Regions from separate parts of the Sus scrofa genome. Here regions 2 and 3 are each linked to region 1. A link is a contact called in public HiChIP or PLAC-seq and promoter capture Hi-C data. All regions are on one chromosome and are shown on one strand. The core of a region is the stretch at or near the end of the contact, and the rest is flanking DNA. Distances in the headings are between cores, read along the strand shown. Region 1 holds the start of ALDH1A2 (retinal dehydrogenase 2). Region 2 holds the start of POLR2M (protein GRINL1A). Region 3 has its middle 38 kb from the start of POLR2M.

Region 1 (3,452 bases), core at 455-2,954:
TTGTTTCTGGTTTATGGTAGTCTTTCTTGACAATATTATCAGTTTATACAGATTTCTCTTTACTCTTTCTCAAAATCTTTTGATGACGTGTCCTTCTCAGTGTTTCAAGAATTAAGGCCCTTACAACCTTGAGTTGCAGATGAGCCTTTTCACCCTCATCTGCTTCTCCTCCAGCACCACTGATGCCCCCTAAAAGCATTTTCACATCTCTACGCCTTTGCTCTTGTGGACTCTTATGGCTATATTGTCCTTCTCTCCTTCGTTGAAACCTGATCTTTTAAGGCTCAGGTCCAAGGTCAGCTTCCCTAGAGAGCTGGCCTCTTCCTTGGTGGGGCACCCAGATGGTGTTGTTGATGCTCTTGTGTAACTTTTCCCCATAGTGTATCATAGTCATTGATCTAACTCTGTGGGGAAGGGATTTTAAGCTCACTAGCAGCAAGAGCTGTCCATCTGGTTTGTAACCCAGTCTCTAGCACTACAGCTTGCATTGGAAGGTGCTCAAAACATGTTTGTAGAATTGTTCCACAAGCATCCTGATTTCCTTTGCTACTGCCTTCTCCCTTGCTCCTCAACTGAACTAACCTTAAATTTCTCAGTTATATCACTAACTCCCTAAGGTTTTCATCTATTTCATGAACATGTACTGTCATTAAGGCATAATTTTTGGCCATAGAGATCCCCTGTGAATTGACATCTTGCAACGGCCTAAGATAAGGTCCATAGTTCCTCAAAAACAAAAATCCAATTCACTCTGGTAACCTTGTGTAGATACTCTGGGTTCTGAGATACCAGAAGTTATTTCTTTAGCTCTAATACTAAAACAAGATTTTTTTTGTCTGTTTCTACTGTTGTTTAGTATTCAAACACTGGGCATAAAAGCAGTTTTTAGTTACTGAAAGTATCTTTTCTGGTTTACACTTAACACTAAAGAAAAGGGGTTCTGGGAGTTTCCTGGTGGCTCAGTGGGTTAAGGATCTGGCATTGTCACTGCTGTGGCTCTGGTTACAGTTGTGGGCTTGCTCCATTCCTGCCTGGGAACTTCCCCAAGCCAGAAGCAAGGCCAAAAAAAGGGGGGATGGGAGTTCTAAGAGTTCTAAAAACAGCATTTAAGATAAGAATCAATAGGCCTCTGTCAAGCTTACACTGAGAGAAGGGGAAGTGACCTATAAAGGTCTTTTCATCTGGACCCCGGATTTAGCCACTGAGCCAGAAGTCCAATATGATGTGAGGTCCTCTGTGTTCTTGATCTGGACCTATATGCTGACCTCTAGCATTCCACAAACTATAAGACCTGTTGGAGCACTGAAATGCTTAAATTAGGGGTAGCATTATAGATATGGAGCTCATCTCGAAGGGGCAATTAAATGAGGAGCCCATTATAGGTGCTGGAGTGAAGAACAACAGAAAAGCAAAACTGGGGTACCCTTGCGTGTCCTGGAGTGATGAGAGTAAGTGCTGAACCAGGGATCCAAGTGAAACCATGAGGGACCAATGCAATCTCCAACTCTCTCAGAGCAGCGGTGGAGGACCAAAGCTCCATCCTCCTGACGCAGCCCAGACCGCCGGGGGCGGTCCCAGCCAGCAGAGGGCAGCAGCTGGGCAGGAGAGTCCTGGCAAGGGCAGCGCGGCGTCGACCGGCTCCAGGGGATATACTCATTTTCAATGTGGGGCGAGGGATTTTTGCGTATCACAACCCGTCGGGCCCCGTTTCGGGGACCGGGTATGTGCGGGGACAGGGGTCGATGCGGAGCACCCGACGCCCCTGGCCAGGGAAGGAGAACGGAGGGGGTCCCGCGGGTACCCAGGAGAGAGGGGAGCTGGGATTCCGCGGCCCTGGGCGGGAACGGACCTCCGCGGCCGCTGCAGCGTCGCTCGCCCCATCCTCGGCCGGCCCCTCTCAGCTCCCCGGGCTTCTCTCACTGGCACGGCGCCCAACTCTCGGGGCCGCGTCAGTGCCGGGCCGCTCGGGTCCCCCTCCAGTCCCCGCTCCGCTTCCGGGGCCACGACTGGTACCCGATATCTGCCAAGGTGTGCCTCTCGCCAACGCTGTCCCGGCCAGGGCGAGCTCTGGCTGGCTGGCTGAGTTCCTCAGGGCAGCGGCGCGCGTTTTCGATCCCGCCGTCGAGGACAGCGGCGGCATCGTGGGCGTGAGCCAGTCCCCGCGGTCGGGGGGAGGACGGGGGCGCCAGACGCACTTGACCGTGGGCCACCAGCTTCCCGGCCGCGCAGCGCGGGCGGCGGGCTTTATGTAAATCGGGGCTGAGCCCAGGCGTCCTAGGTAGGATGGACCAGCCCCCCGCGCCTCTGCCCTCACGTCCAATAAGAAGAGCCCCAGCTTGACACCTGCCTATATACAGGCGAGCGCGCCCCCGGCCCGCGGACCGCGCGCACAGCCCACGCCGCGGGTAAGCGAGACCTCGGCCCGCTTCCATGACTTCCAGTAAGATCGAGATGCCCGGCGAGGTGAAGGCCGACCCCGCCGCCCTCATGGCGTCCCTGCACCTTCTGCCGTCGCCCACGCCCAACCTCGAGATCAAGTACACCAAGGTAAGGCTCCGCAAGGGCCTGCCGTCCACGGAGACTTTCTGGAATCTTCTTTCTTCTCCGTGGTCTCTTGGAGAGGGCGGCGCGACGGGGTCGGGAGCCGGGGTCTCCCCGGCCAGGCTGTCGTCCTCGCGCAGCATTAGGGACACTCTGACCTCAGGGTTGGGGTTTCTGGAGTCCTTCGGGGTCTTGGGCGCCTCGGGGACCCGCCCCAGCCTTTCTCGAGGTTCTGAGGGTCAACGGCTCTTTCCCAAACCGCATCTGCCCCCGCCTTCTGGTCCGATTCTTCGGGTGGGTTCCTATTGCTGCGGGAAAGGCGTCGGCTTTGACTCCTCTAACTGGGAAGAAGCGTTCCTCGCCAGGTTGGCCATGCAGTCTGGCAGTCGGTCTCTTCTCAGCGGTTTGCCTTCAGGGGCCGGTCGGGTTCTCTGCAGCCCGCTCGGTGCGCTGCGAGCGGCTTTCCCGTAGGATCGTCCAAGGCACGCAGCGCTCTGGCCGCTTTTGTAGATATCGTGGAAACCTGGCTGCTGAATACCGTAGATCCAATGTCAGCATTTCATTCAAATTTTGTAGGCTGTGGCAGTTTTCCTGGAAAACTTGAGACGTCTTTAAATTTGTGCAAATTAACGGGTTCGCTTTTGAACTGATTTTTTTTTTTTTTTTTTTTTTTAATAACGAACTCTGGCATCTTCGTTTGGCCAAGCAGGAATTTTTTGTTGTTGCACAGCATAAAAAAGAAATGCGTTCGCCACCTTCATGTAATTAGAATTTGCTTTCCACAAATTCGACATGGAAAAAATGTATTAATTACACACTCTGTGGGATTATGTTATGGCATTAGGGTGGGAGAGGAAGAAATAGATTCGATTTAGAGTAATGTTTCTTGGAATTCCTTTTATAATTGTTTT
Region 2 (3,452 bases), core at 591-3,090, 330 kb after region 1:
TTTCATTCTCCTTTGCTTACCATCAGCACAGGAAAGGTTTGCAGAGGCCACCTCATATGTGATGATACCACTGCTCTGAGGATTAATAGAATGTGTGTACTTGTCTTTTAAAGATGCTCACTTGTAATTCCTAAGGCAATGATAAATATCAGTAGATATACCACATATAAGACAAGAGCTCTTCAGGATGCTTAAGCGTAAAAGTAGTCTGGAGAACAAAAAGTTAATTTGCCACTTACAGATTAAAAACCCATTCTCAGAGCTCCCTTCGTGGCTTAGCAGAAAGGAATCTGACTAGTATCCATGAGGACGCAGGTTTGATCCCTGGCCTCTGAGTGGGTTAAGGAACCGGCGTTACCATGAGCTGTGGTGTAGGTTGCAGACGTGGCTCGGATCTGGTGTTGCTGTAGGCCAGCAGCTACAGTTCTGTTTTGACACCTTGCTTGGAAACCTCCATATGCTATGGTGTGGCCCTTAAAAAAAAAAACAACAAAAAACCAAAAAAAAAAACCATTCTCACGAAGTCAAAATAGTTGTCTTTACTAGGAAGCTCCCAAGTGATCACTTGTCCCTTTTGCTGAGTGATAGAAGTTCCTTTTCTGATTTTCTTTTCTTTAGCCACCCAATAAATGGGGAGGGAAAGTTACATCTCATGCCCTCTACTCTTTATGACACTATATTCATGCCCCCAATTCTAACTATTAAACATCCCTCTCCAGTTAGGATGCCTCTATTTTCCCATCCTTCTTCTCTCTTAAGCCTCATGACCACTTCTCCAGTTTTTAACCTGATAGAATCAACTTCTATCAACCCAGCTCCCCTAAGTGAAATCAACCTCAGATCTACTCCCCTCCCCAACTTTTCTATTTTTATTACTAGTGCCTCCAGTACAGGCAAGAAACTTCAGCCGTCTCTGTCAACTACACATCAAATTATTCCATATCTGATGTAATTTTCCCAATCCTACAATGACCCTTATAGTTAGTTCACTTTCTTAAACCTCCTTGTCGAGAGGCTCTCTGAAAATATTCTCCTACTGTCTTCTGCCTCTTACTCCCTCAAAACTATCCTGCACAAACCTGCTAAAATAAGGTTAAAAAAAAATCATGTTCATTATATCGATCCTCTGCTAAATTCCATTAACTCTATCATCTAAATGTTAGCCAAACTTTCTTTGCCTATAAGCCATTTTTTTAATTCCCCTCTTCCCACTTCCTGTAAAAAGAGAATCTAGAGATGAAATTGACAGGATGTTTGGGGCACGACTGGGGTGGTGGGCAAAGGCAAAAAAATTTGGGATACAGACCGTCCGTTCGGAAAACCGACACAGAAGCTGAGTACGTAAAACGAGGAGGAGCACGGGAAGCCATCCCACATGCGCTCCATGCCTGGCTGGACGCGGTCAGCTCTACGGCTGTAGGCCGGCTACTCGCCCGCGGACCTCGCAAAGAGCTGACTGTGACAAGGTCACCTTCCGAGGAAAGGATCGGGGTGGGGGAGGGGAGGGGCGCGTCCCGGCTAGCCCGAACCCAAGGAGACCGGCGGTGACTCCGCGGGACCCAGGCTTACACGTTGCGCAAAAGTCTCTCCTGGCGCTTCAACGTTTCCCGCAGCTCTGCCAAACTCCGCTGACCCAAGTCCTCGGGAGGTTGGGGCTCGAAGCCGCGAGGCAGCGAGGACATTCTGCGGGAGCTGAGGCTGGCGAGGCGGCGGGCACTCGACGTCCGCGACAGCTCCCGCTGCGGGCGCCGGATCCGCGGCGGGCAGGGACTCCGGCGAATGAGCGGGAGTCGCCATTTTCCCGGAAGAACAGGGCTTCTTCTAGCCGAATCGAGCTTTATTGAAACGCCGGAAACAAACACGGACAGGGAGGAGGGGGTGGCCGGAGGGGCGGGAAGAGGCGGGAGTTGCGGTGAGACGTCACACGCCGGCCGGGCATGTTTGGCGTGGTCAGTCTGTTACCAGTTTCAGCTCTTCGCCTGTTTATTCAGAAAGTATTTGGTGAGTGCCCCGCTCCCAACTGTTAAGGTGTTTACCGCGTGGGGGAGAGGGTCAGATGCTTATCAGGTGACAGTCAAACAATATAATTGTACGATGGGCCCTGGCATCTGAGAAGTACAAGAGGAAATCTGAGTGATGAGTTACCATTGATAATGTTGGGGAATGTGCCGGATAGGGCATGGGAGGCCCCGGCCCATGGCGTGGCCCGCCTAGTCCGAGGTTCAGTGAAGTTAGCAGATATTAACGTTGGAAGAACCTTTAAGGACTACCAGCGTTTCTTAATGAGGCTCCGGCGTTTGGAGCAGGAGTCTTCTTTTGCGGCACTGAATTAGGCATTGCATATCTGGTATTTGGCTTCTGTGCATTAATTGCTTTAGCACTCCTGAGTCCTTATAACAGTACCAAACGCATCCCACCCACTACCATCCCCAGCACGCTCATACACACAATTCCAAAGGCCCGCAAGAGGTGATGGGGTGGGAGGTGCTGTACAAGCCAGTTGAGAACCTCTCACAATTCCGTATTTTCCTGCAGAAAAACAGACAAAAACTGATGTAAGTTTTCCCAGGGCATGAAACTAGTAAGTGACAACACCAGATATTAAACTCAAAAGCCCAGCTGCTCTACCACACCAGTTTGAAAATCTTCCAAACTGTAAGAAGGTGTTTTAAGCTGTTGAGGAAAGCAATGCAGTAAGCATCACATCTAGTGCTTAGCTTCTCTTAATAGTTAAGCTAGGAGGGCTGTTTCCCAAAGGAAATAGTAGGAAGCATGCTAGTCTCACAGCATACATCACTTGGGAGGTTTGAAAAACCCCATAACCTCCAACACCAGCCTCCCCCTTCTTTGATATGGAAAATTTACATTTTCTCAGTCTTTTGTAAGGTGATATGATAAACACAAGCAATTCCCTCCCAATCAGACAGAAGCTCTAAATAAAATCGGAAACTGCTTCAGGGTGCACAGTTGAAACCGTTTTTGTGTCCTTGTAATCTGGTCCATTCTGATCAGTTTTAACTAATGTATTAACATTCTCAACATAAGGCCTGCTTTTAAGCCCAAGGATTTCACTAACCTGCTCCAGCCCTGGCTAAGTGAGAAACATTTGAGTAAGGCCTTTATCAGTTAGCTGTCCCCTGGCAAGCTCCTGCAAAACCATCATCATCCTGCCCCTGGACCTCACCTGAAGGCCTTTATTCCCTGCCATGGTAGTAATTCCTTGTGATCCTGGGCCACTGGTGCCCTCACCTTGCTTTTCTCTCAAGCCTCAGAGAAAAGGATACTTTTCTCTCAAGCCTAGGGATTTTGCCCCCAGCTGTTTTCCTTTTGTGGAAGACTGTTGCTTTTCCCCTGGCCCATTATAAATCTTAGCTCAGGTCTCATCTCCTCTCTGAACCTTCTTAAGTTATTCCAGCCCAAATTGGTCTCGGAGTATAACTAGTGATTGGACC
Region 3 (3,452 bases), core at 311-2,810, 300 kb after region 1:
GAGGCACATCCTGACCTCTGACCTTTAACCTGCCAATGTTCCCATGTAACAACACCCAAAATTCTGGTTGTGGGAATTTGAAGTGAGCAGTAAATCTGTCATGGTGCCTCTGGGTTAAAAGCACACACAACGTTTCCTCAAAAAAAAATTAGATGCCCTTGGAAGCATGTCAAAATATATTACATAATCCCCAAAATACTCTCCCAAAGATGCACCCAAAGAAAGTTCCAGACTGTCCTGTGTTCCATGAAGATCAGGGCAGCTCAGACTAATATCAACATTTCACAGAGTCTAATAACAAAATGCTCTACACACAAAAAAAAATGTTGTCTATCAAAAGTACATGAAACAAAGACTTGCAAATATTAAGACCAGATGTCAGAAATGCTGGAGAAGGCGCTTACTTTCGGCATACCCAGTGAGATAGAGAAAAATGTATGCAATAGCAAATGAATATATCTTTCCCTGAGTTTTTTTCTCAAATACTGACCAGTAACAAAGCAATTTGTGCTTAAAGATTTAATCCCCAAAAGGAGGGTTTTTTTGGGTTTTTTTTTTTTTTACTTCTTGTCAGGCACCCCTTTTAGCTTTAGGCCATAATAGCTCAATAAATAAACAAAGCCACCTTTCCTTGTCCAATGTTTGAAATGTCAAGTGCTAGGGGAGGGCAAATGGTTCACCTTCTCTCAAGTACCCATCGATTGAAATTATAATTAATCCCCTGATGACAGCCCAAGGGGTGATGGAGAATATAAGCAGGGCAGTCCCCAGGGGGCTCTTTCTGTCTCCCTTAAGGAAGATTCCATTAAGAGAGGGTAACCAGGGCTTACTGGCTGGACTTTCTTTGGGGAGTCAATGCCTTCCCCACAAAGCCTCTAGGAAGGCAAGGGGGGAGACGGGGTCTGGGGCAGTGGGGTCCTCACAAATGGCAGATCAATACTGGGCAAAGAGCTTGGCCCACAGAGAAGCTCTGGGACCAATGACAACAGAGTCAAGGGCACACCACCACACCCAGAAGCCAGCCCAGCCCCAGCCCGGAGAGAGGCCAAAGACACTTCAGTGGGAGAAGTTGGAGCTCTAAGTTTCCAATTTCCTGGCTATTGTCAATTTGTGTAGTGGATCCATATTATCTACATGGAAGAGACTTTACCTTTTTTACTGTGTAAGGTAGTTATAGAATGTGTATTTGTCAACCTCTGTGCCTGGGGCTGAGGGCAGCGTGAATGGACCATGAACTGAGGCTTAGGGAGGTAGAAGGGGATGAGAAGGGGATGGTTTCCTCTTGCTAAAATGTCTGTACCACCCCAAACCCCTCACTGCCCCCCACCCTCCCCACCCCCAACCCCAATCCTGCCTGCTCAGGCTGATCTCAGGAACAAAAAGCTGTCAGAAGGAGCAGGGTTCACTCTAGCACACCAGGCTACTTCAACACTCCCCAAAGCTGACCAGAGGCCAAACAGTCATCTGGTCCTGGGAGGAAAGTCCAGAGAGGCCTGCTGGGCAGCAGGGTTTGCTAGCAGATTGGCTCTCAGCTGGAGGAGAGGGTCAGCAAACTATAGCCCAGGGCCGAGTCAGGCTCACTCCCTGCTTTTATAGAGAAAGATGTATCTCAGGACACCAGCAGACTGCAGGATTTGAGAGTCGAGTTGTTGGCACATGGCCTTCAAAGCCTAAAATAGCTGGTATCTGACCCTGAACAAAAAACGGTTGCTAGCTTCGGAGCAGAGAGGATGCAGATGTCAGCTAGAAGGTTGTTCCCATGATCCACGCTTGCTGGAAGGAAGGGTAGTATATTTAGGGGAAGTCTACAAAGAACTGTATTTAAGGGCCTCTGTTGTATCTGTGATCCAAGCCAAAGTGACAGACGTCACCGGGAACTGAGGAAGCTGACAAAATGTCCTTCGGCTTCAGGGACCTGAGCTGGGTCTGGTACATAGGCAGGAGCAGCATCACCAGAAAAGTCTGGTGTCTCTTGGGAAACAGAGATTGAAAATCCCAGACTCATTAGGAGGCCTCTGCAGAGCAAGGGGCCCTTAACTAGGAAACAGTGGAAAGGGGTAATACTAAGTTCCTATTTAGTGCTTACTGTAAGTTTTGTCTATATAAACTCCTTCTGTCTTCGTAAAGCTATAAGGTAGGCCTTATTATTATCCTGATTTGACAGGTGAGGAAACAGTCACCGGAAGGGTAAGTGCAAGAGGTCCACAGCCAATTCCACAACAGAGCTAAAATTCTAGCCCAGTGAGCCTGACCCCAGAGCCCACACACTAAACCGCTGGGCTGAAATAAGGCTACAGAGAATGGATGGGGCACCAGGGTGGACTTTTTTTTTTTTTTTTTTTTTTTTGTGAGAATTGGAGTAAATTGTTGACAATAGTTGTGTGGGAAAATTAGCCTGTAATGGAGAAAAATTCACAGTCAAGGGAGACAGAGAAGAGAGTCACAGTAATCTAGGCATGAGTGATTTGGGATTGAACCAAGACAATGGCAGTGGCGATGGGGAGGAAAGTCAAGGCCAGCCAAGACTGGGATTTGCCTCAAGTATCAGCTATTGAATGCTGTTGCGTTGAAAGCTCAGCACCCTGAACACCTCTCTCTAGTGACTCCATGTGGTTATATCTCTTCCTTCCCTAGACTGGGTGCCTTAAGGTCTCTCAGTGACTGGCATTCATCTCTCTACCCCGAGCCTAAGCATACTGCCTGATACACAGCCGGCATTCAATAGACTTTGGCTAGCTGACTCCAAAGTTGCTAACCAAGAATTCTGGAAAGCCCAGCAGGAGCCCTAATGGACATGGAGACGTGGCTGAGGCACCTGTACATCTTGAAGGGGGTGAGCAGGTGGAGAGGGCACTGCAGGCGCATTGAGGCTCGGGGGCTTCAGGGTGTGAGTGGAGATGTCCTGTCAGCAGTTGGAAATGCAGTCTGGGGCACAGGAAAGGGTCATGACTGCAAAGCTAAGAGGTACTAATGAAAGCATGAGAATAGACAAGCCATAAAGACAGGCATGGTGAAGAGGAGGGCAAGGGCTCAAAGCAGCCATTGTTGGAGGGCAGGGGAAGGAGAGGCGCCTACAGGGGAGCAGCCCCAGAGGTAAGAGGAGAAGAGTAAGGTCAGGTTATGGAGCACCCTTCTCTTTGCAAGCTGACAGACACCCTTATCAGCTAGCACAGGAACTCCCTCAGCCAGCAGGGCCCCAAGCTTCCCACCCTGAGATCTTTCTGCAAAAAACCATCCCTTAGGGAACAACAAAAATATCTACACAAGGATGAGCCTAGTAGCTCCGAGTAATTTCAGGGGGCTAAGCAAGTTCTGCCTTGCCTGAGGATGCCTGAAATCCTTCCAACAAACCCTGACTATAAGGCCCTAGTGCCAGTTGAAACAGGTGGCACCTCAGAGGAAGAGCACTTTGAATTGTTTATGCCTGGGGGTGAACGAAGTCTCTGCAAGTT

Evidence for each region. Promoter capture Hi-C pulls out the DNA fragments that hold promoters and counts their contacts. HiChIP or PLAC-seq counts read pairs in DNA pulled down with a chosen protein or histone mark.
Region 2: a contact with region 1 is called in an H3K27ac HiChIP or PLAC-seq map of skeletal muscle, with 2.9 times the contacts expected there. The contact joins the promoter of POLR2M here to the promoter of ALDH1A2 in region 1. A contact is called at or near these places in 1 of 5 promoter capture datasets (liver) and 1 of 2 datasets of contacts at active chromatin or transcription factors (skeletal muscle).
Region 3: a promoter capture Hi-C map of liver shows a contact between it and region 1, with 6 times the contacts expected there. The contact joins the enhancer-like site here to the promoter of ALDH1A2 in region 1. A contact is called at or near these places in 3 of 5 promoter capture datasets (fetal liver and liver) and 16 of 47 Hi-C or Micro-C datasets (brain, embryonic fibroblasts, epiblast stem cells and 11 more).

What each region holds. Positions count from the first base shown.
Region 1 is chr1:113,931,018-113,934,469 of Sscrofa11.1, forward strand. It overlaps ALDH1A2 (retinal dehydrogenase 2), which reads left to right and starts at 1,705. Exons shown (of 14, transcript XM_021094606.1): 1 at 1,705-1,720; 2 at 2,358-2,547. The coding sequence starts at 2,431.
Region 2 is chr1:114,265,022-114,268,473 of Sscrofa11.1, forward strand. It overlaps POLR2M (protein GRINL1A), which reads right to left and starts at 1,841. Exons shown (of 4, transcript XM_005659563.3): 1 at 1,570-1,841. The coding sequence starts at 1,682. It overlaps LOC102160652 (a long non-coding RNA gene), which reads left to right and starts at 1,666. Exons shown (of 4, transcript XR_300957.3): 1 at 1,666-2,001.
Region 3 is chr1:114,227,576-114,231,027 of Sscrofa11.1, forward strand. No RefSeq gene overlaps it. Among named protein-coding and RNA genes, the nearest start is that of POLR2M, 38 kb to the right of the region's middle. Within about 2 kb of position 1,561, at least 6 of the 83 cell types and tissues checked have an H3K27ac peak or open chromatin away from gene starts, as enhancers often do. A contact at or near this core is called in fetal liver and liver, where this site is marked.